Linked DNA regions of Mus musculus: regions 1 and 2 are each linked to region 3. The links are chromatin contacts, called in public promoter capture Hi-C maps. All regions are on one chromosome and are shown on one strand. Each heading gives the region's core, a stretch centred on a gene start, on an enhancer-like site or on the middle of the called end of the contact. The rest is flanking DNA. Distances are from core to core; before and after follow the strand shown.

Region 1 (2,882 bases), core at 179-2,678, 200 kb before region 3:
GGCTAGCCTAAAACTCATAGAGAGCTCCTAGCCTGCTTCCTGAACGCCAGGATCAAATGCATGTACAACTCTACAGCCTGAACAAAATAAAACAAAACCAAAATTGATTATACATGGGAATATTTGACATATGACAGGTTAAATAAGTATAGTATTTAACTCATTAGCTAATTTTTAATTAATTAAATCATTTTTTATTAATTAATTTTCTAGACTAGGTCTCAGCATGTAGCTCTGGCTGGCCTGGAACTCATGAAGTAAATCAGGCTAACCTCTGCCTCCAGTGTTTAGTGCTGGGACTAAAGATGTGTACCACCATGACCAGTCAGTATTAAAGCTACTACTTAGATTTATCTCTAGGTGTATTCATCTGAATGAATGTATGCCACCACATGTATACAAGTACCAGTAGGAGAAGGAAGAAGGCATCAGACCGTAAGATTCCTGAAGCTAGAGTTACAGGCAATTGTGTCTCCCAACATGAGTGCTGGAAACAAACTTAGATGGGGTTCTGGAAGGGCAGCAGGTGCTCTTAACCACTGTGCTATCTCTAGCCTTTTAGCATTAAAATTATCTCTACCTATTTCTTTTTTAAAAACCTATGGCTGGCAGGAAATTTAAAATTCTATGTCACCCAAACCACCTCTCTACACACACTAATGCCTCTACACACACTAATGCCTCTACACACACTAATGCCTCTGCCCCTCTAAACAAAGCAAACAACCCAGTTGGGTCTCTAGACTTAGGCACGTTTCAGTTCAAATCTTGAAGCCACCACACCTGTCCTTAGGTAAGCTATTTATCCTTTAAATCCAAAGAAAGAATGGTGGTGTCAATATAACAAACGATCCTATGGGAATTGATTTAACACACACATGTGGTTAGCCCAAGTCTCTCACACTGTAAAGACGGCACAATTTTGTTACTTATTTTTATTGCCCACCATTGTGTAGGGCTAAAGGGAACTCATCGTGTTTCTTCTAGTAGTTCTAGGGCTTTGCTTTCTTACATTTAGGCTTTTAGTCACTGAGGATTGTTTTTCTGTATGGTACAAATGGTTATGCAGCTGTCCCAGCTCCACTAAAAAAGTCCCATCTAGCCAGGTGTGTGGTGGCTCACACCTTTAACCCCAGCATGGAGGCAGAGGCAAGTGGGTCTCTGAGTTCAAGGCAAACCTGGTCTACAGAGGGAGTTCCAGGATAGCCAGGCTACACAGAGAGACTATCTTTATGTCCTCTCCTTTTCACATACTGTCTTTAGTGAAACAGGGTCTTACTGTAGCCAAGGCTGGCCTCCAATTGGCAACAATTCTCCTGCCTTGGTCTCTTAAGAGCTGGGATCACAAGCTACCAAGCCCAGATCGTTTGTTTCTTTTTCTTTTGGACAGTATCTAACTGTGTAGTTCACGGTAGCCTTGAACTCAAGATTCTCTTGCCAGCTTCTTACCAGCTAAGACTACAAGCATGGAGCATCGAGCCAGCAGTGTTCTTACATTTTGACTCTGACCTATCACATAATGCCAGATGCAATCTTCCACTTGCAAACTCATGCCGGTATACACAAACTGCACCAGATTTTGAAATATATCAGACTTGCAGAGCAGGGACAGACGCTCTTGTTTTACCCGGTTTCCATAGGTCCTTGTATAGGATTTTTAGACTTTTTGTCCTATAACTAAACTGCCTTTCTAGTTGTGTGTCTGTACTACAGTGTAATTATAGAAACTTTATGCAATGTTTACATGTCTGTAGAGCTTGTCCCTCCTGGGAGGCTTTCTTTTCAATGTTATTAGTTACTCTTCACTCCCTGCTTTTCCATACAACCCTTAGAATCAACCTGTCTAAGTTTATCTGTGATGTCCTATTTGAGCTAATTACGGTGTCTTTCCAGTTTGTTCACATGTAATGCAGACTGGAGAGATGGCTCAGCCATTAAGAGCACTTACTGCTTGCTCTTCCAGAGGACCCAGCTTTGGTTCCCAGCACCCACATGGCAGCTCACAACCTGCTTTAACTCTAGTCTTAGGGATCCAGTGCCCTTTTCTGGCTTCTGAGGGCACTGTATGCACACAGTGTACAGCCATACACGCAGGCAAAACACCCAAGACACACAGAGAAAACCCACAGTATCATCTAAAGCAGTGACTCTCTCACATTATCCTGTAACAGATTCTTCGGTTTGTGTTTGTTTTACTCCAAATTACAACATCTTTTTTCTCTGTGTAACAAACCCTGGCTGTCCTGAACTCACTTTATATAGACCAGGCTGGCCTCAAACTCTAGAGATCCACCTGCCTCTGACTCCTATGTGCTGAGATTAAAGGTGTGCTCCACCACCACCTGGCTCAATGCCTTTATTTTAAATGGCACTTTAAAATTAATTTATTTCTTGCAACAGGAGGGATGGAAGCTGGGGCTTCGTGCTCGGCAAGCATTCTGCTGCTGAGTTAGCCTCCAGCCTCTCTAAGCTGAAGTTCTTGGTCCTTTTCTATCGCTCCTATTCTGTCACTCATGAAGAATGAGGCTGTCTATAAAACCATGATAAAATGGGCTTTCCTTTTAATACATGAATTAAATGCTTAAATCACAAACACTTAAAACCTTCAGAGTCATCTCTATGGATACTGAAATTCAATCTGATTCATATGATTATTTTGGTTAGTTCAGATTCTAGGTAAATATAAAAAGCCCTCTTCTTGCAATAGAAGAAACAGGTGTGCAAACCCAGCCATGTATGAGTCAGCTTTTAGCATGGGCTCTATCAAACACACAAACACACATAGGTCTATTTACCATCAAGAAGACCCTTGTTTTAGTTTGTTTTTGAGATGGGGATCTCACTATTTCTCACTCTGTAGACCAGGCTGGCCTCCAACTCAA
Region 2 (2,700 bases), core at 7-2,506, 150 kb before region 3:
GGGTCTCGGAAGGATCCTGACCGAATCATTCCCTTGGGTCTCTCGGCCAGGGACAGGGTGCTCCCCATTTGGGAGCCGCTGTACAGCTCGAAGGCCGCCTCGTGGGTGGGGATGCTGTTGGATCGGGTGATTCTTGGCGTGGTGGCCGCAGTGGGACTCACTGGAAGGACAGAGGGGAGGGGGAGGGGCGTGGGAGGGGGAGGCAGGAAAAGAGGCAGGGTCATCAGCTCTCTGGTCCCTTGTGGGGACGGAGCAGGAGTCATTGAAAGGCAAACGGGAAGAAGGGAGGAGAGGAAGGAGCAGTAGGTGGGGCCGTGGGGGTGTGCAAGCAGCTGGAGGTTAGGAGTGGCCCCTCCTGGGAAGGTTGGGCCCTGATGGAGAAGGACTCCATGGTCTGTACTAAGGATCTTCCTTGAATGCTTGACTGCCTTGGAGTGGTTGCTTTTGAAGGTTAGGCTGGGGGCCTGGCCACTTTCCCGAAACCTTCACATCACCAGGATGTGCTGATGAAAATGGGATGTGCGGTTCTCAAAAACACAAGCTGTCTTAGGGGTGGACTGAGAACTCAGACCAAGACTCAGATCCAAGTGAGGAAACAAACCAGGCTTCAGAGAGGCTACGGAATCCACACCTGTGAAATGGGTCAACCACAGAGGCCAACCCCACTTTCCCTTGCTAGATGGATGCCTTTCAGGGGTCAGAGCCTGTGGTGTTCCCCTGTCGGACCTCTTGCCTCCATGCAGGTATGTGGGTGTTCACCCTCCCTGCCTACAAAGACCTGGGGAGAAGAAGTCACCCCTCTGTCTTGGCCCTCAGGAACTAGTAAGATCGTTACTGTTTAGCCCAGTCCCTCATTCGACAGCATGAATGGCTTTTATTCTTGTTTGGCCTTTAATGGAGACAGAAAACAGGCTGATAAGCCCACAGAAGCCAAATGACTCTTCCTTAGGCATAAAGGACCCCCATTCCTAGTTTTCTTCAAATTCCCCACAGTCCCTGCATCGAAAGATGTTACAAGTCCTCTTTGGGGAAAAAACAAAACAAAACAAAAACCAACCCAAAACCTGCTTCCCCCCTCCCTACCCCCCTTAGTTGAGAGGAGAGATGGACTTAAGAGATACAGCAAGCAAATGGCAGGTCTACTCCAGACCTAGTCTAAAGAGATTCCTATTAAACCAGTCATGGCACAGTGCTTCCCAGAACCAGGGCTGGTGTGGGCCTGAGCTGGAGCCAGCCCCTCCTCCTGTAGCCTGTTTTCCCATCCCGTCTGAGTCACAGAGCCACTTCCTTCTCTCCAAAGGCTTTAAAGAGGGTGTGGTGTGTCTAGGGCGTGTCTTAGTCAGCCTGCCTTTAGGGCTGAGATAGCCTGGGCTCAGCCCGAGCAGTTGGTAGAGCTGGACTTTTCTGGTGACAGACTTCACTCTACAATCAACCCTTGTCTGTCTTCAGCTCACCAAACCCATAGGTTGGTATTGCCCTCCCAGCAGCTGCCCGGGACAGTACTGTCATGGACTTTCTTAAGCTCAGGGTCTTAGTGTATGGATTGCCCTGCTTGTCATTCAGACCCTCTGATGCCATCAGGACCCTATAGCTGTGTCCAGGGACAACCTTTTAGTCTAAGACCTTGGAACACTTTGCCTTCATCTTTAGTTTGGGTTGGTAAACTGAGGCACCATGAAGCAACCCCACTACAACAGGAGCCAAAATGCCTAGTTGTTTTGCTGCCTCACTCACTCTGCAGGGTGAGCCCCGCCTCATCTCTTGCCACAGTGAATGACTGCAGATACTGACCTATGTTGGTAAGCTGGCCCTTTGCACTCAAGGACATGGAGAGAGCAGGGGGGGATGGCAGCTCTGCCTGGTCGTCGGATTCTGGAAGCCCACCGGCAGTGTGGGAGTGCCGCCTCTCCTTGGTCTCCTCCTGGGACTGAAGCTGGTACCTGAAGAAGTAGCAAAGAGACACAGTCTGAGCTGCTACAAAGTGACATCAGAGGTTTGGCTGTGTGAGGGATGGCTAAGCTAGGGGTAGGAGGGGACTTTGGAAGAGGGACAAGGAAAAGGAGGATCGGTCGGAGGCAACCCAGGATTGTCCCCTGAAAGCTCCTGAAGGGGACAGGGTGGATGGAGGTTTTAGAAATTCCTCCACAGAGCAGGGCTCTATGGTGCCACATGGAGGCAGGTGACACATGTCCCCATGTATCCAAGTCAGTGGTATCTGACAGTGGAGGATCCACACCCCCTGTCCCTTGCCTATGTGCGTGGTCTCAGAAGTCCCCTGTGAGGGGATGAACTGCATCGAGGCAGTTCATAGGGCTGTGGTAACTTTGGACAACTGTGGTGGTTTGAATGTAAATGGCCCCCCAGAGGCTCACAGGGAGTAGCACTATTAGGAGTGGCCTTATTGGAGTGGGTGTGAAGTTGGAGGAAGTGTGCCACTAGGGGTAGTCTTTGAGGTCCCAGATGCTCCAGCTAGGCCCACTGTGGCTCACTTGGTTTCTAAGGCCTGCTGAACTCTCTGCTCCTCCTCCAGCACTATGTCTGCCTGCATGTTGATATGTTTTCTGCCTTGATGATAATGCACTAAACCTCTGAACTGTAAGCCAGCCCCAGTTAAATGTTTTCCTCTATAAGAGTTGCTGAAGTCACAGTGTCTCTTCACAGCAATAAAAGCCTGTATGCAAATTCACTTGTTCCCTGACA
Region 3 (2,700 bases), core at 63-2,562:
AGCAATGGACCTATAAGCACATGCCACCATTGTCCCCAGCTTTTAAGTAAATAAATACACTGGGAACTAACTTGGGCCATTATGTGTGCATGACAAGCACTTTACCAACTACACTGCCCCTTGCTGTCCTTCCCTTTGGTCTGTTTCCAATTCAGTCCGGTGGCCTGTAGTAGCATCCGGCTTTCCTTGGAGAACGGAGTTATGGACCTGATACAATTCATGTGTGATACCTGGGGCAGGATGTACAGGCAAAGACAGGCATGCTCTGCCTGCAAGGAAGGAGCTTGTCCTGAGTCACTGTGTGAAGTGGCAGCAGAACCTGAGGCGATCACTCAGCCTCCCATCAATGTTAAACCTCAATCTTTCTCAGATCTGAAATTGTAAAGAGACTCTCAGGGTTGAGGATGAAGCCACCAGAGACATTTATTTACTAGTGTTAATCTGGTCTAGCCTCCAACCTCTGACAGCCTCTGAGAACAGACAAAGGACAATCTAAGAGGTGTCTGTGACATCCGCCACCAATCTGGCTGCCAAGTCCTTGGCAGAGAGGGGAATCACCCTAGGCAGCATAGAGAGGAGACAGGGCAGGCGGCTAGTGTACCCATTGAGTGGGTAGAGGATTGGCAGAAGGCAGAGGAAATGGCTACGACTTGGCAAAGGAGCAGCGTGGGCTCAGTACCCTGAGCCCGCCTGGCTGGCTCCTGGCTCACAACAGGGATTAAGGTTGTTCAGAGGCAACGGAATCCACTATTTCCCTCCCGTATCCCCTCTGAGCCCCAGGCCTCTGGCAGTTCTTAAAAAGTCCCTGATCCTTCAGACTGGCATGGCTTCTTTTCTGACCTAAGAGTGGCATGTGCTTACAGAGGAAGACCCAGCTCCTGAGATAATCTCAGGCGCTCAAAGTGACTCTGTGTAAATCATCAGGCGAGAGCCCCGCATCGCCTCCAGCCAGGCCCTGCTGCTCCCAACAGAGGCTTCTGAAAGCTGAAAAGCCCAGATTCGGCTTGCCCACCACCTACTTCTCAGTGTTCCCTGGCTGTTCCCTAACCATGAAGGAACCTACACCCAGGCTGCCAAAGACAGGGCACCACACAGAGGGACGGTTACTGCCTTCCTCTCCTTGATCTCAGAACCAGTTATTTCTTTTCCCTGGGCTAGAAGTTCTTCCAAGTATCTAACCTCTACCCCCTAGCTAAAAAGAAAAAGAAAAAAGAAAAAAAATCAAATACGTTGTCTAGTTCTTCATTCTGGGGCTCGCTTATCTCAGTCCTGGCCTCAGAAGCAGAAGTGAAGTCTAAACTTGAGGGAGGGGCCTCGGAACTTCCTGGCTACAGACTCCTGCAGTCAGCATATCTGCCTGTCTTGCTGAATTGCTCCATCCAATGGGTTCCGCTCAAAGCAGTATCCTTGGTTCCTTTTCAATTAGCCAAGAGGAATGATTTAATGCTAATGAAAATCGGTGGTTTAAAACTGTCCCACAAATCACAGGGGGCTGGAGGCCTGCTGTAAATGCCTCCTGGGGAGGCTGGGCTGGGCCTGGGAAGCATGAAGCCCGCCCACAGTTTCCTACAGCTAACTATACAGTGGGGCAGAAAAGCCACTCTCCTTCCCCTGATCCCCGACCTCCCCACCCCCTCTCCTCCCTGCTCCTCCCAGGCACTCTCCTGGAATCCAGAATGTTCCTGCTTCACAGCCTCGACTCCAAACATGCTAGCACTGTGTTCATCTCCTGTAATGAAGATCATAAGCTTTGGAGGTTGAAGCTACAGGACACAGATGTCTGGGTCCTAAGGACCAGGACTTAAGAAACCTGCTGGAGGTTTTCTTTCTTTCTTTCTTTCTTTCTTTCTTTCTTTCTTTCTTTCTTTCTTTCTTTCTTTCTTTCTTTCTTTCTTTCTTCCTTCCTTCCTTCCTTCCTTCCTTCCTTCCTTTCTTTCTTTCTTTCTTTCATTCCTTTCTTTCTTTTTTTTTCAATTTTTTATTAGATATTTTCTTCATTTACATTTCAAATGCTATCCTGAAAGTTCCCTATACCCTCCCCCTGCCCTGTTCCCTTACCCACCCACTCCCACTTCTTGGCCCTGGCATTCCCCTGTACTGGGGCATATAAAGTTTGCAAGACCAAGGGGCCTCTCTTCCCAATGATGGCCGACTAGGCCATCTTCTGCTACATATGCAGCTAGAGACACGAGCTCTAGGGGTACTGGTTAGTTCATACTGTTGTTCCACCTAGCCCAGAAACTTAGAATACCTGATACAATTTGCAAAATACAAGAAAATCAAGAAGAAGGAAGACCAGTGTGTGGATACTTCATTCCTCCTTAGACTAGGGAACAAAATACCCAGGGAAGGAGTTACAAAGTTTGGAGCTAAGATGAAAGGATGGACCATCTAGAGACTACCCCACCCAGGGACCCATCCCATAATCAGTTACCAAATGCAGACACTATTGCACATGCCAGCAAGATTTTGCTGAAAGGACCCTGATATAGCTGATATAGCTGTCTCGTGTGAGGCTATGCCAGTGCCTGGGAAATACAGAAGTGGATGCTCACAGCATCTATTGGATGGAACACAGGGCCCTCAATGGAGGAGCTAAAGAAAGCACCCAAGGAGCTGAAGGGGTCTGCAACCCTATAGGAGGTTTTGTTTCTTAAGTGACAGCTTAGGTACAGGGTGGAATGACACAGCAGCTGCTGG

The links. Capture Hi-C pulls out chosen DNA fragments and counts their contacts.
Region 1: a contact with region 3 is called in a promoter capture Hi-C map of adipose tissue. The contact joins two enhancer-like sites. A contact is called at or near these places in 1 of 484 Hi-C or Micro-C datasets (nephron progenitors), 1 of 115 datasets of contacts at active chromatin or transcription factors (embryonic stem cells) and 2 of 9 other capture datasets (adipose tissue and embryonic stem cells).
Region 2: a contact with region 3 is called in a promoter capture Hi-C map of adipose tissue. The contact joins two enhancer-like sites. A contact is called at or near these places in 2 of 115 datasets of contacts at active chromatin or transcription factors (embryonic stem cells and pancreatic cancer cells) and 3 of 9 other capture datasets (adipose tissue, liver and pancreatic islet).

What each region holds. Positions count from the first base shown.
Region 1 is chr1:135,421,518-135,424,399 of GRCm38.p6, forward strand. The region is part of intron 1 of Ipo9 (importin 9); the gene reads right to left. Among named protein-coding and RNA genes, the nearest start is that of Ipo9, 7.5 kb to the right of the region's middle. Within about 2 kb of position 1,429, at least 8 of the 459 cell types and tissues checked have an H3K27ac peak or open chromatin away from gene starts, as enhancers often do. A contact at or near this core is called in adipose tissue, where this site is marked.
Region 2 is chr1:135,465,850-135,468,549 of GRCm38.p6, forward strand. Nav1 (neuron navigator 1) reads right to left here. Exons shown (of 30, transcript NM_173437.2): 9 at 1,792-1,940; 10 at 1-160. Among named protein-coding and RNA genes, the nearest start is that of Mir1231, 13 kb to the left of the region's middle. Within about 2 kb of position 1,257, at least 94 of the 459 cell types and tissues checked have an H3K27ac peak or open chromatin away from gene starts, as enhancers often do. A contact at or near this core is called in adipose tissue, where this site is marked.
Region 3 is chr1:135,618,724-135,621,423 of GRCm38.p6, forward strand. It overlaps a transcript of Nav1 not described here. Among named protein-coding and RNA genes, the nearest start is that of Gm4793, 22 kb to the left of the region's middle. Within about 2 kb of position 1,313, at least 72 of the 459 cell types and tissues checked have an H3K27ac peak or open chromatin away from gene starts, as enhancers often do. A contact at or near this core is called in adipose tissue, where this site is marked.